Linked DNA regions of Rattus norvegicus: region 1 is linked to region 2. Evidence: chromatin contacts called from public HiChIP or PLAC-seq data. All regions are on one chromosome and are shown on one strand. Each heading gives the region's core, a stretch centred on a gene start, on an enhancer-like site or on the middle of the called end of the contact. The rest is flanking DNA. Distances are from core to core; before and after follow the strand shown.

Region 1 (4,617 bases), core at 1,361-3,860, 180 kb before region 2:
GCACTTTGGAGATGGAGGCAGAAGGATCAGAACATCAAGGCTGTAAGTTGAGTCTGAGACCAGCTTGCGCTGTTTAACACCTTGTTTGAATAAAAAATAGAAAACACCATGAATGCACCATGTACTGTCCCCAACTTTGAGAACAGTGCCCAGTAGCCCAGTACCATTGTGTTTTGTGCGTGTGTGTGTGTGTGTGTGTGTGAGAGAGAGAGAGAGACAGACAGACAGACAGACAGACTAGCAGCTCTTTGAAGTTTGTGATGCCTTCTGTTTTTTTTTTTTCTTTTTTTTTCCCCCCGGAGCTGGGGACCGAACCCAGGGCCTTGCACTTGCTAGGCAAGCGCTCTACCGCTGAGCTAAATCCCCAACCCCTTTGTGATGCCTTCTGTACCTCCAGATCAGAAACTCGGGTTTTTTCCAGCTGGCCATGGGATCACACATTTAATCACACTACTAAGAAGTCAGCCTTGTTTATGTAGCCTAACAAGTACTTAGTAGTTTGAACAGTGCAGGGACGTGGGGGAGCTGTGGCAAGAGTCAACTGTACTACCTCATTGAGTCCTCAGTCCTCAAAGGCATTCTATTAAGGGAACCCCGTTAGGAGACACTCAAGTCCAGAGTGGTGAAATCGGTTTCCTGGGGTTGCATAACTGCCCAGAAAAACCTAGGATTTGAACACAGGAAATCTGATTCAGGACCTTCCAATTACAACTCTCTTGAGAATGCTTGTCTTTGAGGTGGAGTCTTGTTATAAGTAGTCCAGACTGGCCTAGAACTCATGGTGATCTCCTGCCTCAGCCTTTCAAGTGTTGAAGTTACTGGTGTGAACCATCATGCCTGGCTCTCAGATTTGCTTTTGAATTCACAGTCCTTTCTCAGATCCAGGCAATCAACCCAGGTCCTCTTAAGTTCGAGGCAGGGGCTCTGCCATTGAGCCACGCCCCCAGCCCCTCATGGGATTCTACACAGGGGCTCTACCACTAAGCCACACCCTCAGTCCTCAATTTTTTTTTCATTTCCCCCTCTTTTTTGTTTGTATTGAGACAAGGGCCTGCTATGTAGTGGAACTCCTTGTCAGTGAATCTCCTGCCTCTGCCACTCCAGAACAGGCATATCATGGCTATAATTATCTTTTTGTGTGCTGCTGAGGATACAACCTAGAATCTCATACATGCTAGACAAGCATTCTATCAAAAGCCACATCCTCAGCCCTACAGATGGAAAATGTAAAGGAAAGCAGTGATGGGTGTGTGTGGCTGGTAAACCTGATGAGGCTTATCCTACGGGAGATGTCTACCCCTAGACTTGCCTACTACACTGGCATATTACCCATCTGGTGCAAAATTAAAAAGAATATATGGGGTTGGGGATTTAGCTCAGTGGTAGAGCGCTTACCTAGGAAGCGCAAGGCCCTGGGTTCGGTCCCCAGCTCCGAAAAAAAAGAACCAAAAAAAAAAAAAAAAGAATATATGGTTCAATGTGAAAGTTTCATGATATTCCCATTTCCATATTTGTCAAATTGTACTGTAATAGAACACAGCCACACCCCTGTTTCTGGCCCTTTGCTGTTTACATACAGTGGCACATTTGAAAATTAAGACCATGTGGTTCTGAAAGCCTGGGCCTAATGTCTCATTGCAAGGAAAAGTTTGCTCTAGCTGGGCATGATGGTAGGTGCCTGCAGTTGCCAGCACTTGGAAGACTGAGGCAGATGGATTGCCATGAATTCAATGCCAGCCAGAGCTCCAAAGCAAAACCAAAACAATGCTCTTTGCTTTGCTGTGTAGCAGTATGCGGTGTAGTTCTGGTGCCACTCCATTCACTGCTGCACTTTTCTGCCTCTGGAGCAAGAAGTGGGTCTAGTTTTTGTTTTAGGAATGCTGTGCCCCATTTTTCATTACAGGCTGCAGCATACAGCAAGTGCTTAATTATGCGTAGGTTGCTTGAATCATTGATCACACATGCGATGAGAGAAGTGGAATGGATCATAGGTGTCATATATCACCAAGGGGCTGGCTGGAACTGTAGCTCAGTTGGTAATGTTCGCCTAACATGCATGAAGCCCTGGGTCCAATACTCAGGTACTGCATAGACCAAGGTGGTAGTTCATGCCTGTCGTCCCAGCACTGGAGGGACGAATCTGAAGAATCCTTGAGGGCAAAAGGATCTGCAGTTCAAGGTCACCACTCTAGGCAAGATGAGACCCTATCTAAATGTTACATCAAATTATCAATGGCTGCTAACTTCCCGCTCCTGGCTTCATTTGTCAGCCTGAAAGATAGCAGGTTCAAGTCCTAAGGGTGGGGAAAGAAGTGCCCGTTTCTCAGCTTATTCTGTGGGTAGGGCATGAATGGACCCGGACAGACCTCAGTGGTCTTGGCCAGTGCATTGGGCAGCGACTCGCACCCGGACCCTGCACGGTGCCAAGCCTTCCCTTCCCGGCCGGCCCCGCCCCCGCAGTCACGTGAGCAGCGGGGGTTTTCCCATTCCCTTTGCCGTGACGTCACGGAGGGGTGTGAGCCAATGGGCGCGCAGGCCGGCGGCGCCGGGGAATTCCGCCGCCCCGCCCCCGCCCGCCGCCCGCTCGGCCCGGCGCCCCCCGCAGCCCCGGGCGCCGTGCGTCCAACCCGGCCTTCGGCCCTATCCTTGCGCGGCTTCCCCGGCCGGTGATCGTCCCAACAGACTGGGCTGTCCGGCTGCCCGGCTTGCCCTCGTGCGCGCTTCGCCCTGAGCTTGCCTTTGGGCTGTCGGTCCCTACGGGCCGGGCCATGCCGAGTCGCCGCGCTGCCAGAGAGTCCGCGCCCGAGCTAGGGGCCTTGGGTAAGCAAAGTGGAACCTCTGGGGCGGGGCCGGTCTGGGGGAGTTCGGGGCGCTCGGAGTCATCTGCGGATTCCCGCAGGTTTCGCGCTTCGGTGCGGAGAGTACGAGGGTGGCGGGGACACTGCGTGAGGGACGAGGCAGAAGGTAGAGGATGGTGAAGGGTCCTGCCGGGGAGATACAAGCTAGGCGTCCCGCTAAAGAGTGAGAAGGGGGCGGGGCCTGAGCCTGAGGCAAAGAAGGGGGCGGGCCCGGCGGCGATCGAGGGGAGGGGCGGGGCATAACTCTGAAGGGGAGGAGCCGGACGCCCGTAGGGGCGGGACAAACTTCTAGAGGAGGCTTCTGGTTTACAGAGTGGGTGAGGCTGCGCTAAGGAGTAAGGGGCGGAGCCTAATTCGAGGAAGTAGCTTTATGCTCTCCAAACAAGGGGGACCCTCCTGCAAGGCCTAAAGGCAAAGAAAGAGGCGGGGCCTAGCTTCAAGATTTAAGGGGGAGCGGAGCCTGACCTGGAGGAGGCGGACCCAGGACTGTGCTTGACAGGAAATAAGGGCGGGGTCAGGCTCCAAGAGCAAGAAGAGGTGTGTGGCTCAGTGAGTGGGCGGGACTTACCGGGGGTGGGGGGGTAGGGGGGGGAGAAGGAACGGGACGTGGTGACAGGTTTAGGGACGGGGCGGGGCTTGTTCAGAAAACGAAGGGAGGGGCCTGATGCTGGGATTGAAAGGGGGCGGGGCCTTTAGCGAAATGGGGAGAGGAAAGTTCTCTAGTGACAAAGTATTGGGGCTCGGATTTCGCCCTGAGGGAAGAAAGGAGACGGGGGGGGGGTACGGGGGGTTTTCCTGAAGTATCAGGAGTCCTCCAAGTCTCACCTTAGTGGGGAAAGTAGCAGATATTGGGTGGTGACTGGCGGGGTCAAGGGCAGAAAGGAAAAGTCAGAACTTTGTCAAGAGTTAGAGTGAGAAGGGTGGCCTCACTTGAGCTAGGTAAGGAAGAGGGACTTTGTTCAAAGGGCCAAGCCAGAGAAAGGAGCAGGGTTGTCAGAGTCTCTGGTCCTGCATTTGTTGATCCAGGTCTCCGTCTCCCAGGTTCCAGTGACATCCCTTCGCTGTCCAGGACCACAGGTGAGCAACCCTCCTCGGTCCCTGCCCATCTGCTTGTAGGAAATAGGATTGGAGGAGCTCCTGTGGAGAGGGAATGAGTGTACCCACTTGCAACCTTTGTCTCTCCCTGCTGGTCAGTGAGTCCTTACTTGCCCATAGTTCCAAGGCTATCAGAAAGGTGTATAGTTCTAAATGCTGATCCCTAAGTAGAAGCCCTTTTAGATGATCCCCACCATCCATTATCTTGGACCTTGGAACTGAATCTCAGAAATGATGTTACCACCCCCTCACTGGGTGAATCCACAAGAGATTTCCCTAAAACTACCTCAGTTTTATCCATCTGTATGATGAATTTCATACCCATTTCTTTCTTTGTGGGGATGGAGAAAGTTAGATGAGTCGATGCTTACAAGTTCACCGTTTTCCGATTAGTGGTAACTGTTAGTGGCATAGTCATGATAACAAAAGCAGTAATCGCTTTTACTTAGACAGTGGTAGCTCTCAGACCATGTGCATTCAAATTATCTGGAAGCCTCATTAAAGTGGGGAGAGGGAGCAGGCAGGGGTGGTCTTGACCTTTATTCGCAGCACTCAGGAGGCAAAAGCAGGCAGATCTCAGTGAAGTCAGCCTGGTCTACAGAGTGAGTTCCAGGACAGCCAGGTCTATAGAGAGAAAGCTGTCTCACAACAACAATAACAACAA
Region 2 (4,727 bases), core at 1,984-4,483:
CAGCTCCTCCTGCACCATGCCTGCCTGGATGCTGCCCTGCTCCTGCCTTGATGATGATGGACTGAACCTCTGAACCTGTAAGCCAGCCCCAATTAAATGTTGTCCTTTATAAGAGTTGCCTTGGTCACAGTGTCCACAGTAGTAAGTACATCGCTAAGACATCTGTATATGCGCTTTGGTTTATGGTTACACCTTGGCTGCACTATCACCGAGAAAAAAGAGATCACTGCAGTTTAGAGATGAGGGTTCTGGGCTGGAGAAATGGCTCAGCGGTTAATAGCACTGACTGCTCTTCCAGAGGTCCTGAGTTCAATTCCCAGCAACCACATGGTGGCTCACAACCATCTGTAATGGGATCCGATGCCCTCTTCTGGTGTGTTTGAAGATAGATACAGTGTACACATGTACATAAAATAAATACATAAATAAATATTTAAAAGAGAGAGAGATGAGGGTTCAAATTCCTAGCACTTGTGAGTCTGAAGCAGGAGGATTGAAAGCTAGAGGTGAGCCTGTGCTATATATTGAGATCATGTTTGTCTCATGCCTGTGGGGATTTGGCAAGTGGAGACAAGAGGTTGGCCTGAAGTTCAAGGTCAGTCTGGGCTACAGAAGGAGACCCTGTCTCAAAAAACACTTAACTGGCAGGGGAGTTACTGTGACTGAAAGGTGGATTTCTGTGGGCGAGGCTTCTTCGGATTGCTGACCCCTCGATTTCCCCAATGTGAAATTGACCGCATAATTTGTGGTAGCGGAGACTTGTGATCTCAAACTCCTCAGTTAAAACAAAAGAAAAACAAACAACTCCCAGAGTTATAACTGGGTGTGGTGCTCGCGCCTGCAGTCTCAGGCCTCCGGGGTGGAGGTAGGAGGATCAAGGCCAACCTCAACGGAGGAGAACCTGGGTTATATGATAACTGGTCTCAAAATCAATAAATGAGTAGGGTTAGCTGTGTGGCGGGGTGCGGTGAAGGTGCTTGCCTTTAAGGTGGGTGACCGGAGTTTGATCCTGGGGACTCACAGAGAGAGGAGACAACTGACTTCCAAATTTGTACACACACACACACACACACACACACACACACACACACACACCACACACTCACACACACACAAGCATGTGCACGCATCTGTAGTTATTGGAGAAGCCAGAGAAGGTGTCAGGTCCCCTAGACCTGGAGTTACAGATGGTCATGAGCCACCATGGGGGCGCTGGGAACTGGGCCCAGGTCCTCTGGAAGAGCAGCCAGTGCTCCTAACTGCTGAGCCACATCTTTAGTGCACCCTGCCCCAGTTCAATACAATTCGCTTCCTTGCATGTTTGCATGATTTAACTTTTTACAAAAGATTCATTTATTTATTCTGAGTACACTGTTGCTATCTTCAGACACACCAGAAGAGGGCATTAGATCCCTATTACAGATGGTTGTGAGTCACCATGTGGTTGCTGGGATTTGAACTGAGGACCTCTGGAAGAGCAGTCAGTGTTCTTAACCACTGTGTCACCTCATTTTTAACTTTTTTTTTTCTTTTTTTCGGAGCTGGGGACCGAACCCAGGGCCTTGTGCTTGCTAGGCAAGCGCTCTACCACTGAGCTAAATCCCCAGCCCCCATTTTTAACTTTTAAAAGTGTTTATGCTTAGTAGCCAGTCCTATAACCAGCTTGCTCGAGCTAGCTCCAGCACATGGCTGCTATCCTTTGTCTCTTGTGGCTTTTATTCTGTCTGATAGGGTCTCATATAGACCAGGCTAGTCTTGAACTCACTATGGAGTTGAGGATGATCTGGAACTTCAAACCTTCCAGGATACCACCATGCTTGTAACATCTAATTTTCACAAAGGGAAACTGAGGCTCAGGAAGACTTTCTAAGACAGCGAGACAATGGGCTCTGGGCCAGGGTGATGCATCCCCCCCCTTTCCTCCCACAAGGCACTGTGTGTTCTCAGCACAGTCTCACCCCACCCCCACCCCCCACACCCGGGTCTGTATGCCCCTGCAAGTCAACACCTGTTTGGGCTTCCAGCTATCTTGGCAGGCAAGTGAGGCTCTCTCTCCTTCATTGTACAGACTGGGAAAGTGAGACAGCCGGGGCTGCTGGCCAGTTATCTACCCTTGCTGCACCCAGGGCTGAAGCTCAGGATGTCCTTGAACCCCTGATCTTCTTCACCCCAGGGACTGCCTCCAATTTTGGTTTTTCTTTTCTGAGATAGGGTCTTGCTGTGTATGGTCTAGAACTCACTGCAACCCATTCTCTCAATCGGGATGACAGGCACACAGGCCTGCCTCTCTCTCTCTCTCTCTCTCTCTCTCTCTCTCTCTCTCTCTCTCTCTCTCTCTCTCCTTTCTTGCTGCCACTCCTTTATTCCTTTCCTCGGCAGACTTCCAGTCCTGGAGTTTCTCTTTGTCTCTTTAGTTCCCTCTGCCTTGGCGCCTGATTATCTCCGTTCTGTCTTTGTCTCTGTGTCTCTGTGTCTCTGTGTCTCTGTCTCTGTCTCTGTCTCTGTCTCTGTCTCTCTCTCTCTCTCTCTCTCTCTCTGGGGTGTGTGTGTGTGTGTGTGTGTGTGTGTGTGTGTGTGTGTGTGTCTCCCCGGTCCCTGTCTCTGTCCCCTTTCTGTCCTGATCCTTTTGTCTCTGCCCTTGGCTTCTCTGTCCCTCTTTGTGACTTTGCTTCTTCCCACCTCGCGTCTGTGTGTCCCCTCTCCCATCTCTCAACATCTCCCTCTACTCTCTCCTCAGCAACTCTCTGCCGCTGACTCTGATTCTCTTGTGAGAACTTGCTGGAGACCGGCACGCCCAGACCTGCCTCCGCCCCCAGAACCGGGGAGCCAGCCCAGGCCTGTGCCTTTAAGAGCCGGCGGCAGGGGCGGAGTCTCAACTGACCCCGCCCACCGCGCCCCTCCCCCTGACGTCCCTTCCTCCCCAGCCCCTCGGTCGCCTCCCTCCGCCGCCGCCCCGGGCCGGCTCCGCGCCCCCTCCCCGGCCCCCGCCCGTGCACCCTCCTGTCTGCCCGCTGCCCAGATGGCGCCCCGGGTTCCCCTTGCACGGGGCCACTAGGACCCTCTGTGTCTTCTCCCCTCCCCCGTCCTGCCCTCTCTCGCTCTCGCTCAGCGAGGACTCGGGCGTCCAAGGCGCCCAGCTTTTGAGCTCGCGTCCCCAGGTCGGCTGGGGGGGGAGGGGAAGAGAGGGGACCCCGAGATCCCCACCCCCCCCCACCCGGCCGCCCCTGTCCCTTTCCCTCCTGGGACCCCAAAGAAGATGTCTTCGAGGACGGCGCTGGCCCCGGGCAACGATCGGAACTCGGACACGGTGAGTGGGGCCCAGCCCCTTGGGGAACCCTGGCTGAGTCCAGCCATAGAACCCCTCCCGGACCACTGACCCCGCCAGTCTTGACTCCTTTCCCGGCTCCACATCCCAGACCGACGCTTCCCATGACTTTGAGGCCTCTCCGCTCCCTCCTCCCGACAGCCCCAGCCCAGCCCGACCCCTAGGGGCGCCCCTGTCTTTGGACCCTTCTCCGGTCCCTCTGCAGAGCGCTTCCGCCTGGTCTCTTCCCTCCAGGAAGCCCCCTCCCCTGCCCACCGGCAGCCCCTCCCTTCCTCAGCTGCCCCGTAGTCCCCGGCTCGCTCGCTCGCCCGCAGTCTGGCCTCGACTCTTCCCGGATGGCATGGGCCCCTGTTCCCCGAGGCGCAGCCCTGTCTCCCCCCTACCCCATCCCCCTCGCAAGGCCCGACCCGGCCTGGCCCTGCTGTCCTCCCTGCCTCTTGTCGAGTCGGGGTGCTGGCTCTCCCTGCTACCCCTGGCCAGTCCCCAGATCTGTTTGGGCTCCTGAGAGCTGCCTCCCCAGGAAGCCAAATGGCACCTGGGCCCAGGGCCCTGCCCGCTTCCTTCAAGGTGTCTCTACTCCCTAGCCTGACCCTGCTGTGCCAGGCTACTCTGTCCTTGGATCCTTGTCGCCTCTGGGGTCCCCTAGATGCGACCCAGGCGCGTCCAGTCTTCCTAAGGAAAACCTTGGTTTCTAACCTGCAGGCTCCAATCCTGTGCTAGGGTTCCAGGCCCCAGGCCAGACTGACTCTGGCTCCTCCTGAGACTCTCCCCAATTTCACCTCCTCATCCCCTCCCCACAACTCCCTTCTAACTAGAGCCCCTTTCCTTCCTGGATGTTGGGCTTTCTGGAGGAAACACCACCACCACCACCACCACCACCACCACCACCACCACCACCACCACCACCCCACCACCCCCAGACCCTAGGCCTTCCCTTCTCCCTTCATTCTGCCCATGCCTTTGACCTCCTCCTGCCTGGGTCTTTAGCCCTGACATCTGGGAGTTTACTGAGCCCAGATCCTCTGGTTTGGGGACTCCTGGCTGCACCGTTTCCCATGCCAGGGTCTTCCTTCATGGAGGCAAGGCAGGACCCCGCTCCCCATCCTGCATTTCCCACAATTCTGACAGTTTTCCAGGTGTCTAAGTCAGCCCACCGATCCATTCTCGCTTATGCTGGTTCCTCTACCGGCCACCCTCTCACCAACCTTCAACACAGCCCAGCCACACACTTTTGTTTTTGGACAGAGTTCCTCTATGTAGACCAGGTTGGCCTTGAACTCAAAAAGATCCACTTGCCTCTGCCTCCTGAGTACACCCTGAAGCTTTTCCTGTTTCTAATGCACATGGTAGCTATTAGATAATGCCTCTCTGCCCCTCTGCCCCTGTACCCTGTTGGCCTAGG

What was found. HiChIP or PLAC-seq counts read pairs in DNA pulled down with a chosen protein or histone mark.
Region 1: a contact with region 2 is called in an H3K27ac HiChIP or PLAC-seq map of oligodendrocytes, with 3 times the contacts expected there. The contact joins the promoter of Relb here to the promoter of Mark4 in region 2. A contact is called at or near these places in 4 of 12 Hi-C or Micro-C datasets (the A7r5 cell line, Schwann cells, frontal cortex and 1 more) and 1 of 1 datasets of contacts at active chromatin or transcription factors (oligodendrocytes).

Annotation. Positions count from the first base shown.
Region 1 is chr1:88,411,373-88,415,989 of GRCr8, reverse strand. It overlaps Relb (RELB proto-oncogene, NF-kB subunit), which reads left to right and starts at 2,610. Exons shown (of 11, transcript NM_001427140.1): 1 at 2,610-2,820; 2 at 3,885-3,935. The coding sequence starts at 2,769.
Region 2 is chr1:88,235,059-88,239,785 of GRCr8, reverse strand. Mark4 (microtubule affinity regulating kinase 4) reads left to right here and starts at 3,233. Exons shown (of 17, transcript NM_001191071.1): 1 at 3,233-3,307. The coding sequence starts at 3,257.